Linked DNA regions of Mus musculus: regions 2, 3 and 4 are each linked to region 1. A link is a contact called in public HiChIP or PLAC-seq and promoter capture Hi-C data. All regions are on one chromosome and are shown on one strand. Each heading gives the region's core, a stretch centred on a gene start, on an enhancer-like site or on the middle of the called end of the contact. The rest is flanking DNA. Distances are from core to core; before and after follow the strand shown. Region 1 holds the start of Tm2d1 (TM2 domain containing 1). Region 2 holds the start of Kank4 (KN motif and ankyrin repeat domains 4). Region 3 overlaps Nfia (nuclear factor I/A). Region 4 overlaps Patj (PATJ, crumbs cell polarity complex component).

Region 1 (2,946 bases), core at 203-2,702:
CAATACTTTAATACATCATCAATTCAAGAGTCAATTTTCTGTCCATGGGATGCAGGGGACTATGTCCAGGGACTTGTGCTTGCTAGGCAACTCTACCACTATCCCAGCTCAGGAGTCAAAAGTTTTATAGTTTCATTGCTGTCTTACAGAATCCTTTTAATTCTTTTAAATTTACATATTGTGGAAGAGAATAAAGATAATCACTAAAGCCATAAAATAGATCCAGTAATGGGATTAATCAGCAAAGCATCAGCAGTTCTAAGTAATTGTTTTAAATCTGTATTAAAATTGATACACAGATCAGCAGTATTCTTGCACTCAGCAGGAAACCATCTAATTCTATCATAATTTCAATAATCCTGAGGCACAGAATTGCTTCCTTTAGTCCTTTGGGTTTATGTTGTATTTTAAAAAATCACTAGAACATTCTGAGTCCAAGTAGTAGTTAAGTGGAAAGGTTCTTTTATCATTGTGTAAGATGTATAACTGATATTCTGTCTTTTTCAATATTTATTTTTATTTTATGCATGTGAGTGTTTTGTCTGCTATTTCCACCTTGTGGGTCCCAGGGATTGAATTCATTTGTCAGGCAGAGCAACAAAGGATTTTACCCATGGAGCCAAATATGTGCATAGAGCTTGAGAAGGCTAGAAGGGGACCTTCAATCTGGAACTGGAATTACAGGGCTTTAGCCAATACATGGGTGCTAGGAACCTAACCTGGTTCTCTGTAAGACCAGCAAGTGTTCTCAACTCCTAAGCCATCTCTTCAGCCCAATATTCTGTCCTCGAACACTTGTCCACTATATAATGTCTACAGCAATCTAGAATTGCACTTGGGTCACTTCTAGATAGTCTAAATCTAAATTCTTCCAACCCTAGGGAAACCCTCATCCTTTAGAGCCTCCAGGATCAACACTGGTGCCCACCAGGAGCTGGGGCTCATCAGAAGGAGCAGTTTCTGTCTCCTTGTGAGGGTTCTCAGGGAAGCTACTAGAGAAGACTCCCAAACGTGTATTTTTTTATATAATTATTCAGTTTTTTAAAAAGTGTGTGTGTATGTGAAAATCCGTTTTTTTTTTTCCATCATGTGGGTTCCAGGGATTGAATTTAAATAATTTTCAGGCTCCGGAACAAGTGCCTTTACACTCTGAGCAGTCTCCCTGGGACATGGGCATGTTTTTATTATTATTATTATTATTATTATTATTATTATTAAAGTTTCCATGCTTGCTTTGGCAGTACATATACTAAAATTGGAACGATACAGAGATTAAGATGGTCCCTGCTCAAAGATAACAAGCGAACATATTTAAACAACAACAACAACAACCCTCGAAAACCTCGCTGATGTAGCTGTGCCAAGTTATCCTAGGGAGTAGCCTTTAGAAGCCCTAAGCTGCGCCACGGTTGCCAGGCCCCTTTAAGGCCCTTCCTTCTCTAGGAGGCGGAACCGGAAGCGCGAGGACGCGGTGCCCAACATGGCGGCCGCCTGGCCCGCGGGTCGGGCTTCCCCAGCGGCGGGGCCTCCGGGCCTTCTCCGCACCCTGTGGCTCGTGACGGTCGCCGCGGGACACTGTGGGGCTGCTGCCTCTGGCGCTGTCGGGGGCGAGGAGACACCCAAGTGTGAGGACCTCAGGGTGGGACAATATCCTCCGGAAAGCCGCCGTTCTCAGGCGGTCAGCTGGACCCCGGGCTGTGGGATGGGGACCGTGGCCTCCGCTGTGGCTCTAGTGACCATTGGACCCCGGGAGGTGAGGAGGGCTGTGGGGACGAAGGGCGAGCACCGTGGGCTTTCCCTGGACCGATCAGTGGTTGGCACTTCCTTCTCCGATTGACCATGGATTTTACCGGCTTGCCCACTTACTCACACACACACACACACACACACACATCTAGGTTGTGTCCCAGACACAAAAGATGCGAAAATTGTTCGACGCGTTCCTGAAAGTTTGCAGGTGTTGAGGGAGACAAGTAATTACTAGTGAACCAATGCATGTGTCTCACTTGTCATTAACGTAACATATATCACCTACAGCCATCCTCAGATGGCTTCACTTTGTGATTTTAGACAACTTATTATTATGTTTTAAAATTAGAGATCCTCTTGGATGTTTTAAAATGTAATATTTGTATTAGTTCTTTGTGAGAATTTCACCCAGTGGATTTTGATCATATTCAACCTCAAACTCCTTCTACATTGTCTTCCCTCCCACTCCCCCTTAACCTCGACCCCTACCACACACACTTAAAAAAAAAAAAGAAAACTAACACAGGGAGTCAGATATGTGCTGTTCATATCTACAGTGGTATGGGGCTATTCGCTGAAGCATGGTTGCCTTACCTGGGACTTAAACCTATGACTCTCTAACTTAGCAGCCATCAACTGGCCATAGTTAGGGGTGGGGGCTTTTGAATGAGCAAATAATTTAAGTCTAAAACATACTTATACCAGTGACTACCAACTTAAGGGAGCATTTATGCTAATTTAATTACCACAACAGTTTCGTTGGGTGTTTATTTACAGATGAGAAATCTGATTTAGGAATGGGTGAACTGTCTTATTACATTAGCGCACCGCAGAGCAACAAGGTGAAATTCGTGTTATACTCAAAAAACTATGTTTGAACAAAACTTTGGGTACTGACACAGTGCCTCAGACATTTGTGTACAGATCCTCAAACCTGCAGAAGCAAGAAAGAGTCTTAAGAAAAATCTTACAATTAAGAGAATCTGCCAGGCAGTGGTGGCCCAAGCCTTTAATCCCAGCACTCGGGAGGCAGAGGCAGGCAGATTTCTGAGTTTGAGGCCAGCCTGGTCTACAGAGTGAGTTCCAGGACAGCCAGGAGAAACAGAGAAACCCTGACTTAGAGAGAGAGAGAGAGAGAGAGAGAGAGAGATCTGTGAGTTAAGGAGAGCATGCATTAGATTTGCACAGATTACCTCT
Region 2 (2,946 bases), core at 319-2,818, 430 kb before region 1:
GGAACTCACTCTGTACACCAGGCTGGCCTTGAACTCAGAAATTCACCTACCTCTGTTTCTCAAGTGCTGGGATTAAAGACATGTGCCACCACTGCCTGGCTAGGGCTTAGCATTTTAAAGTAAGATTCATTCCTTTTCATTTTATATGTCTGAATATTTTACCTGCATTGTATGTTTATGTATGTGCTCCAGGAACATACATGCCTAATGCACCAGGAGGCCAGAAGAGTACGAGTATGGTACGCTGAAACTAAAGTGACCAGTTGTGAGCCATCATTCCAACGCTGGGAATCAAACCTGGGTCCTCTGCAAGAGCGGCATTTTAAAAATGAGGTGTCGGAAAAAATAGAGACCTCACTTAAATGTCTGGGTTTCTGGCTTCTCTGGGAAAATGAGCCGCTCCTGTCATATTCCTTCCTTTCACCGGATGAGGATAACCCAGCAGGCCTTAGTAGGCAGAGTCTGAGGCTGCTCTCCCTTGGGCCACAGACCCTCCCCCAACTCCTATTTGGGCTCCAGCACTGAGGCCATCATTCCCATTTGTTACTGCTATCATGAAAGCTTCGTGGAAATGAAGTCATCCTAATAACTATGTTTCTGTCGAAACGGAAATTAAATGTCTCTTGATTCAAATTATCTGTCCCATCTGGGTCACGATGTCAAAAATAAAACTCCTTGGGCTGCTTTCTGGGCATGGATTCTAGGAAGGTGGGCCAGGGGAGGTCACAGCTGGACTCTGGATACCTGCCAGCTGCCATCTCCTTCCCTCCCCCTTCTGTTGGTCCTCTCTGTGAGGGGTTAGGAGAAACCACTCCACTTCTCTTTCCAGGTGTTGGCCCAAGTGGTCCTTAGCTATCTGTCCATTCAAGCTTAGTAACTTTTAATTGGTACAAAGCTGCTGTGGAGATGGGTGTATGAAGAGAAGACGGATTTTTATGTGGAGCTGAAACATGGATTTGGAAGGAAATTGGAAGGGAAATGGCTTAGGAGACATCTAAGTCCTGTTGTGAACGACTCTCACACCCCCACACTGGGGCTAGGACCCCACTGCTCACAGGATCTCAGTTGTCAGGCCTTGGTTCGTGTTCTGATTTGGGCAGTTATTACCCTTACCCTGTCTGATACTGTTTCTCCACCATGGTGGGGACGGAAACGTCTAGACTCCAGAGTCTAGACAAACTTAGAAAAACGCACGGGGGAGCCCTGGGGAAATCTGGAAAGCGCCTTACACAGGCTGAGACTTTTCTGGTTTCTTTTCCAAAAGTTTTTCTTCTTAACTCTGTCCAAGGCTAAGACCCTCCCCTCGGTGTCGCAATTCTGCCCCTTCCTATACACCAAAGCCCGCGCCGCGTCAGGAAGGCGGGGACTCGGGTGGCGGCGGCGAGGATCCGGCTCCTGCGCTCCCAGTCCCGCAGCTGGCGCGGTAGGTGTGCCCACAGCTAGTGCGTCCCGGCTCCAGGCCCAGCCCGGCGACCTGAGGGCGCCCGGAGGGTGTGCGCGCCCGGGACAGCAGGGTGCGGCGGCGCGCGGTGCGTGCCGGACGCGGACGGTGCAGAGGAAGGAGGATCGTGCCACTGAAGACCGTGCAGCTGCAGCTGCGTGCACCCCGAAGCCGGGTGGGAGCTCGCGTTGCTCCTGCACAGCGGTCGCTTCCTGCCAGAACCCCGCGGTTCCCCAAGGTAAGTGGTCTGGCGTCCTCTCGCCCCGGACACACGCCCCGCGCGACCCAGGCTGCGCCCGCTGCGCTCCGCGACCCCTGCTAGCGCCGCGTCCCTGCAGAGGCTGCGGCAGCCTGAGCCGGGAGTCCGGAGGGTCGGGGAAGGAGGGTACCCGCTCTTGCTTTCCAGCTCTGGGTACTAGGGAGACCGTAGAAGGGGGATCTCGTCGTCCTTGAGACTCAGGTGGTGCAGACCCTCGCAGCTGTCCTCAGACGGACGCTGCGGTCCTGGATGCAGCTTACGGGACTGGGGGCGCCTCCCGGCTGGCTTACAGGACTACCTTAAATATCGCCGAGTCTCTTTCATTTTGCAAAACATCGCGCCTGTTCCCCAGCCCGCACCTCCCTCCTCCTAGGTGAAGTTTCTAGAGCTATGATGGGATGCGACCTTGGGCAGAGGGAGGAGGGCTGCCCTGCATCTGTGTGCTAGGCGCTGGCTGAGGATACTTTGCCAAGCCCATGTGCCTCTTGGTTAGCTCTCCTCCCCTCCCCATCTTCTTTAAGGTCAAATCTTTGACCCCAGAACTTTGTCGCTGCAGACTGACCAGTTACAGACAGGAGCTGAAAAGTCCATGCATTCTACGCTTGGCTGGAACCTACTCTCATCGTGCTACCCTGGGCTGCAGAAAACCAGACTACTACTTCCCAAGCATCCTGGGATACAGACTTGTAAGACCAGGGTGGGCATTTTCCAGGAGAAAGAGGCTATTCCATTTCAAGGATGTCCTCTGAGGCTTGTGCAAAGTCTTATGCAAACAGGACCAGGGGAGAATCACCTGCAGCCAGTGATGGGGTTACAGCCAAGAGAGAAGGCATCTCTAGTTTAAAGTGCAATCCCGGAGGACCTACCTGAGTAAACCAAATTGGGCTCCTTAGCTTCTCAAGACAGGGCACAGAAAAGCATGTTGCTTCCCAAGGAAGCAGAAGTGGGGTCCACTTTGGCATTGCCCTTAAAGTCCAGCCTCCTACCTCAAGGAGGCGTGATGTGTCTCAGGGACAGTGTGTTGTAGGAATGATGTAAAAGCCAGAGAAAAAGCACACACAAAAAAAGTTCAGAACCAGATATCAGGCAAGGTTTTCAGATACAAAGGTAAACAGAACCGTGCACTGGCTTCAGGAAGCTTGCTGTCCAATGACCAAGACGGAGTGAATCACATCACTCTGGTGTAGAATTCTGCTGCGTTCTCTGATTCTAAACTTGGGTTCCCTGAGAACTGGGGATGGGCTGA
Region 3 (2,946 bases), core at 256-2,755, 410 kb after region 1:
ACTCCTGCATCTACCGCAGAAGCATGGACTGCTCCTATAGCCCTCAGTGTCTTTGTGCCAGAGTCCCATGAGAAATTCGTACTGGAATGGAGTGCCAGCGAAAGCTTCCGTCCCTGATGTACTGGTGTTTATTTTCTCACGGGTAATAGAAGCACATAATTAATCATGTATGTTTCTCTTTTTCCTTTGGCTGCCAGGAAATTCAGAACCAAACGTATAGCTTAATGTAATTAATCATGTACTACATAGCAGAGGTTTTTGTTCCAGCGCCTTCTCTGATTTTACTCATCTACTTAAATTAGTTTGTCAATTTTTGTTTTACCTCGTTTCCCATTTTACTCTACATAGATTTGTGAGCCACTGATCTTTGCAAAAGTGAAGATTGGAGCATATACATATATTTAGAATATGCAAGATATATGTATATACATATATATTGTATGTGTTCTATCTTCTGTGTGTATGTAAGATTGATTAGAAAAGCTATTTTAGTAATACACCTTCATGAGAAAGCACTGGATTGCTCATTATACAAAATAGTCTTAATGGATTCAATGACTCTCTGACAGTATACATTCAGAAATGGTCAAGTTTTAAGGCATTTTCTATTATTCTTATTAATCAATGAGTACTTTTGGAATCTAATTTGTAAATGGCCATGTTCTTAAAACTTTCAGACTTGTGTCAATTTTAAAAAATTACATACGGTTAATTCTTACACATAAGTGATGTAGTATGTTTAAATATCAACTTGTTATCCTCAGAAGAACACAAAATTACAATATAAATCTTATCTATTTTAAGTAGCATGTTTGAATATTAACTTGTTATACTCAGGGGAAACCAAAAGTACAACATAAATTGTATATATTATGGCTATTGTCCACAGTATATAAAATATGGTCTTAAGGATGAATTGTATCTCATCAGTAAGTGGGTTCACAACTGTGGAAATAAAGGTAGGTAGGTAGGTGTGTGCATGTGTGTATGTGCCCACATGCACGTGTGTGTGTGTTGCTGGAGACTGAGCCCAAGACCAAAAACATTTAAGTAAGCACTCTTCCACTGAGCTATATCCGCAGCCTCCCTGCAATGTATGAACTCCTATTCTTAATTCATTTGCTTTTTGCTTCTTCAGACCAGAGGGTTTTGCAGCCTCAGAGACCTGATGTGTACTCTGCTCAGTTTGGAGCTACATGGGAATCCTAAAATGTTTGAAAGCTTTGATCTTAAAAGGACGAGACTCAATATTTTCTTTAAGAGCACTCTTCCTATGAGGCAATACTTAAAGTCTAAGGGGTAAGAGAGATTCTTCGGGGAGGCTCTCGACTTTCTGAGTCCAATAGAACTGCACCATTCTCATAATCCAGGAAGCACAAATGAAGACATTAACCAGCTTACGTTCCAAACTAAGAGGAGGTTAAAAACACAGCTCATAAGAACAGCATGTGTATCTACCGTTCTGCCACCTAAACTTTGAGTCGCTGTACAAACAAGTCTATCTTGAGGAAACAGGCTGAGTAATTTTCCATTTGGACTGTCTGAGATTTCACCAGGCACTTCAGACTTGCATAAGCCTGTGTTGCCAGATATTTTCCTTAAATTCATTATCTACAGTTTTCTCCATTAAGATTTCCCATGAACAAGAATGCTTTTCTGAAAGGCTGGACTTTAAGTGAAAGCTTTTCTTTTAGAGGCACCGAGATTAAATTAAGTAAAAAATTTAAAGAGGTAGTGACTTTTTTTTTTTTGGCAAACATTGGTTAACATTCTTGTCTCATATTTGAAGATAGACTAAGTTTTCAGACATGTGAGTCTTCACAAACATCAAAAGAAAGTTCAAAAGATGGGAAAGGGAGGTAAAAATATGAACCAGTGTGAAGATCAAGACCACTGTCACTGTCACTACAGTGACTTGAGGAAACATTAGACTCTTTAGTTTTTATAGCATCAACAATTGAGAGAGGCTTTAGCAGCTACACTAAGTCAAAAAGAACCACTGCCTGTGAGCTTCTACAAGCTTACTGGCTGCCATGGAGCAAATGCTAAGCAGTGCAGAGTGCTCTGCCATCCTAACAACAGGATGGATAATTACGTCACTTTATTATTACATTTAGTTATACATGTGTCCAGGAGAGCACAGGGGTGCATGGTATGGTGCACTTGTGGAGGTCAGAGGACAACTTTGGCAAACTGGTTCTCTCCTTCCATCTGGTAGGCTCCAGGGATTAAAAATTATCTTCGAGAGATGGCAAAAAGAACCTTCAAGTCAATAATTAAAATTAATTTATTTCAGATGGTACTTAGGTATCAAAATATGTCCATTTGCATGTATGTACATGTATATGCGCATGGTATATGTATGCACACAGGCTCACATGCATGACTGTTCACCTTATTTTTGGAGACACATGCTCTCACCATTCCTGGAGCTCACTAATTTGGTTAGAGCAGCTGTTCAGTAGCTTCCAGAGACTAGAGCGCTGGAGCTACAGTCATGCATCATTAAACCTGTCCTTTAGGTGGGAGCTTGGGGTGCAACCTGAGTTCCCCATGCTTAAGTATGGAATAAGGCATCTCCAAAGCCCCAGCTGTTTCTTCTTCTCTTTTTTTGTAATTATTTATTGTTTTTAAGCACTAGCTATATGCTGGAAACTTTTTTTGGTGTTATTAAATTTAGAATGCTTGACAGCTATGTGATTGGCACCGTTTTTCTGTCTACAACTATGGAAGAGTCACCATGGATTAGAAAAGACAATTTGCTTCCCCAGTATCATAGCTAGATGTGGCTGACCCAGGCATGAAGGCCAGGTTTCAGACTCCTGATCTAAGGCCCTTTCTACCAATGTTGTGACTGAATGACAAGAAGAGGCTATAACTGGGGCACAAATGGGTTCGAGTCCATCCACCTGAGACTAGCTGTGCTGCAAGCAGACACTCAGGAGA
Region 4 (2,946 bases), core at 247-2,746, 290 kb before region 1:
GGCTCACACTGTACCCTCATCTCCTGTGTGTGAGGCTTCAATGGACCCACTCAAGACAGGCGAGTCTCCCATCAGACAGGTTTGCCTGAGACTGCTGATTGCAGCTCCTACTGTCAACTTACGTCTCCACTGAATCCTGACTATTCACTGGTGTGTCTATGTTATCTGCTAATTACAGAAGCCAGGGGTGGAGTGGAGAATCGGTATTTCACAGTGTGGATTAGGTTTGATTGTTTTGAACATTCTTCTTTCTTTTTGAAATTGTATTTACATGTATGTGTGCATATCTGTATGAGTATAGGTGTCAAACTCCCTAGAACAGGAGTGAGACAGTTATGAGCCACTATGTAGGTTCTGGAGACTGAACCTGGGTCCTTTTGGAAGACCAGCAAGTGCTCTTAATTAAACCTTGGACCATCTCCCCACATGCCATTTTGAAGATTCCTCAAGTTAAAGCAGCTAGTCTGTGATCCTGTTTGATCAATGACATAGATTTAAAATTCTTTTATTATGTTTGTGTGTACATGCATGTGTGTGTGTAGAAGCACATGCCATAGTAAGTGACAACATACTATGACACACAGATAACATAGAGTACAGAGGTCAGAGAAAAACTTTTGGGAGTCAGTCCTCTTCTTCCATAAGAACTCCAGGGATTAAAGTCAGGTCATCAGGTTTGGTAGCGAGTGCATTTAAGCACCGACTCACTGGCCCTCCATGCTATCTTTTGTTGTCCATTTTCTCATACTAATAAGACAAAGCTGCAGCTAAGGGCTCTGCAGGAGCAGTGATGCCAACCACAAATCCAAGACACCTTAGGCTGTGGGGAGGGTACAGCTACGATGTAACTAGGAGAGAACTAAAAGGCACATTTTAACCTCAAAAACAAAAAGGCTAGGGGGTCGCATGTAAATGTCTACAGCTGAATCATGTGCCAAGTGGGACTAAGAGCAGTCACCAAGTGTGTCAGCCATTATAACACATGCACACAAATTACCGTGAAAATACTTCATTAAAAAGGTGGTACTGACATCAGTCTTGCAAATAAATATATTTGCTAACTTGCAAAATGTCACCCACTAATACCTCCCCACCAGGAGAGAAACCCCCAGACTTGGCTCTCTGAGGAGTGCACCGTTAACTGCCCTCAGCGTGTGTGAGTGGCGATTCACAACTTAACTTTATAGCAGTGTTTAACTGGATGCACAGAACAACGTTGTGCTAATGAGGTCAAATTGCCACCAGATGTTACCTCTTTTTTTTTTTTTTTTCCTTCTCTAAAATAAACACAGCCGTGTACACGTGCGCACAGGCAATATTGAACACCGAGAGAAAAAAACAGTTCTAAGAAAACACAGGCAATAAAGGAGAGAAAAATTTCTTAATGAATTTCCACCCCACCTTCCATTTTTATTTCACACACATGAAAGCACACTGAAGCTGGTGTTGTGAACATGCAGCACGGAAGATATCATTTCTAAATAACCGTGTATGAAATGGAAACTTTCCCCCAGGAGGCACATAAGGGTGAGAGAGTCAACAACCTGGCTGTTCTGCGAGGTCTTCCGAGAGGCGGCCCAGGAACCGGCGCGGAGTCTCCCAATCTCCAGCTGGACAAGGCCCTGGACACACTTGGGAAGGCAAGAAAATCAGAAGTGCGATGTGGCAGCATTTATGATCTAAAACACTAGTGCAGGCCTTCAGCCATCTCTGCAGCAGAGGTTTACCAGAGGATAACCAGGTCACCAGGCAAAAGGAGATCCAGTCATCCAAACCCCAGACAAAACAGCAACGCAGCACCTTCAAGTGCACTAAATGGATTTGATATCAGTGTGCCTTTCTCCCCTTCCATCTCCCTTCCGTCTGACGAAAGTGATCATAAAGAACGCAACAGTCCGGAAGTGGGAAACAGCAGAGAGGGAAACCCAACAAGAGACAGTTCACAAATCCAGGCCCCTTGAAGAGTGACTGAGAGCTGTACCAGGAACACGATTATTAAACAAACCCTCTGTGTGCACAAACTTCCACAGTTGCTTGAAGATCCACTGGTTGCAACCAGAGAGGAAGGAGTTCCAGGAGGCAGAGCCCCTCAGCTGAGAAGTCTGAGCTGCAGGCTTCCCCAAGCTCACCAGAGCCCAGGGTGGGAGCAACCTGCCCCAGCAGAGCTTAGTGACTCTGCTTTCAATAACCAGTCTAGCTGAGCTTTAGCATTCCCTCCATCACTAAGTTGCGGTTGATTGATACCGAGGAGAGGGGATGGACTCCCTGCTCTAGGAGAGCGCACACTGTCCAATAGGCTGGATTACCAACAAGTCTGGCAGTTAGAGCGCTCACTAACACGAGCAACTGCCTCAAATCTCCAGGCAGCTTCCTCTGTCTGCTTAGCCATCACGATAGCGTTCCTTTAAATCTGTTCTTGGACATTTGGAACAATCACACGTTATATTTTTGTAAGAACATAGCAAAAACATCCAACTAAGGTCAGGCGCACTGGGACAACTTTGTGAGCATTGATCATCATGGCTAGGTGGGAAGCCGCTTAGGGACTCACCTTCAGGATGGTGGCCACTGTCTCCTGTGAGGCGTGTCTCATGTCCTCTCCATTCACAGACAAGATCTGGTCTCCTCGAATTAACCTCCCATCGAGGTCTGCGGCCCCGCCTTTCACAATGTCAGAAATAAACACTCCACTTCCACTCCTGTTAACATCACCAAGCATTGTGGGATTGGCACAGCGAGGTAGTTATGAATTAAAACTGGACATTCTTTATAAAGACTAAAGATCTAAGAACTAGAACTCAGAAGTTCTAAAACCAATCCATCAAGTCCACTGCCATCCACTAACTTTCTAAATAATAAACTTTATGCTTAGATTATGCCCATTTGTGCTATGTATTGTACATCTATCTTTGCCTACTGTACTTCTATTTTTATTGGTGGTGATAC

The links. Promoter capture Hi-C pulls out the DNA fragments that hold promoters and counts their contacts. HiChIP or PLAC-seq counts read pairs in DNA pulled down with a chosen protein or histone mark.
Region 2: a contact with region 1 is called in a promoter capture Hi-C map of embryonic stem cells. The contact joins the promoter of Kank4 here to the promoter of Tm2d1 in region 1. A contact is called at or near these places in 4 of 39 promoter capture datasets (the SN4741 cell line, embryonic stem cells and hippocampal neurons).
Region 3: a promoter capture Hi-C map of the 3T3-L1 cell line shows a contact between it and region 1, with 4 times the contacts expected there. The contact joins the enhancer-like site here to the promoter of Tm2d1 in region 1. A contact is called at or near these places in 5 of 39 promoter capture datasets (the 3T3-L1 cell line, 3T3-L1-derived adipocytes, frontonasal cranial neural crest and 2 more), 1 of 115 datasets of contacts at active chromatin or transcription factors (craniofacial prominence) and 1 of 9 other capture datasets (adipose tissue).
Region 4: a contact with region 1 is called in an H3K4me3 HiChIP or PLAC-seq map of embryonic limb bud, with 2.6 times the contacts expected there. The contact joins the enhancer-like site here to the promoter of Tm2d1 in region 1. A contact is called at or near these places in 2 of 39 promoter capture datasets (frontonasal cranial neural crest and trophoblast stem cells), 1 of 484 Hi-C or Micro-C datasets (extraembryonic endoderm stem cells) and 3 of 115 datasets of contacts at active chromatin or transcription factors (embryonic limb bud, embryonic stem cells and stem cell-derived neural progenitor cells).

What each region holds. Positions count from the first base shown.
Region 1 is chr4:98,381,771-98,384,716 of GRCm38.p6, reverse strand. It overlaps Tm2d1 (TM2 domain containing 1), which reads left to right and starts at 1,452. Exons shown (of 7, transcript NM_053157.2): 1 at 1,452-1,647. The coding sequence starts at 1,481.
Region 2 is chr4:98,816,159-98,819,104 of GRCm38.p6, reverse strand. Kank4 (KN motif and ankyrin repeat domains 4) reads left to right here and starts at 1,568. Exons shown (of 10, transcript NM_172872.3): 1 at 1,568-1,679. It overlaps I0C0044D17Rik (RIKEN cDNA I0C0044D17 gene), which reads left to right. Exons shown (of 3, transcript NR_151512.1): 3 at 1-630.
Region 3 is chr4:97,972,805-97,975,750 of GRCm38.p6, reverse strand. All of the region lies in intron 3 of Nfia (nuclear factor I/A), which reads right to left. Among named protein-coding and RNA genes, the nearest start is that of Gm40208, 36 kb to the right of the region's middle. Within about 2 kb of position 1,505, at least 26 of the 459 cell types and tissues checked have an H3K27ac peak or open chromatin away from gene starts, as enhancers often do. A contact at or near this core is called in adipose tissue, where this site is marked.
Region 4 is chr4:98,675,926-98,678,871 of GRCm38.p6, reverse strand. Patj (PATJ, crumbs cell polarity complex component) reads right to left here. Exons shown (of 44, transcript NM_172696.2): 37 at 2,552-2,699; 38 at 1,545-1,631. Among named protein-coding and RNA genes, the nearest start is that of Gm35137, 22 kb to the left of the region's middle. Within about 2 kb of position 1,496, at least 17 of the 459 cell types and tissues checked have an H3K27ac peak or open chromatin away from gene starts, as enhancers often do. A contact at or near this core is called in embryonic limb bud, where this site is marked.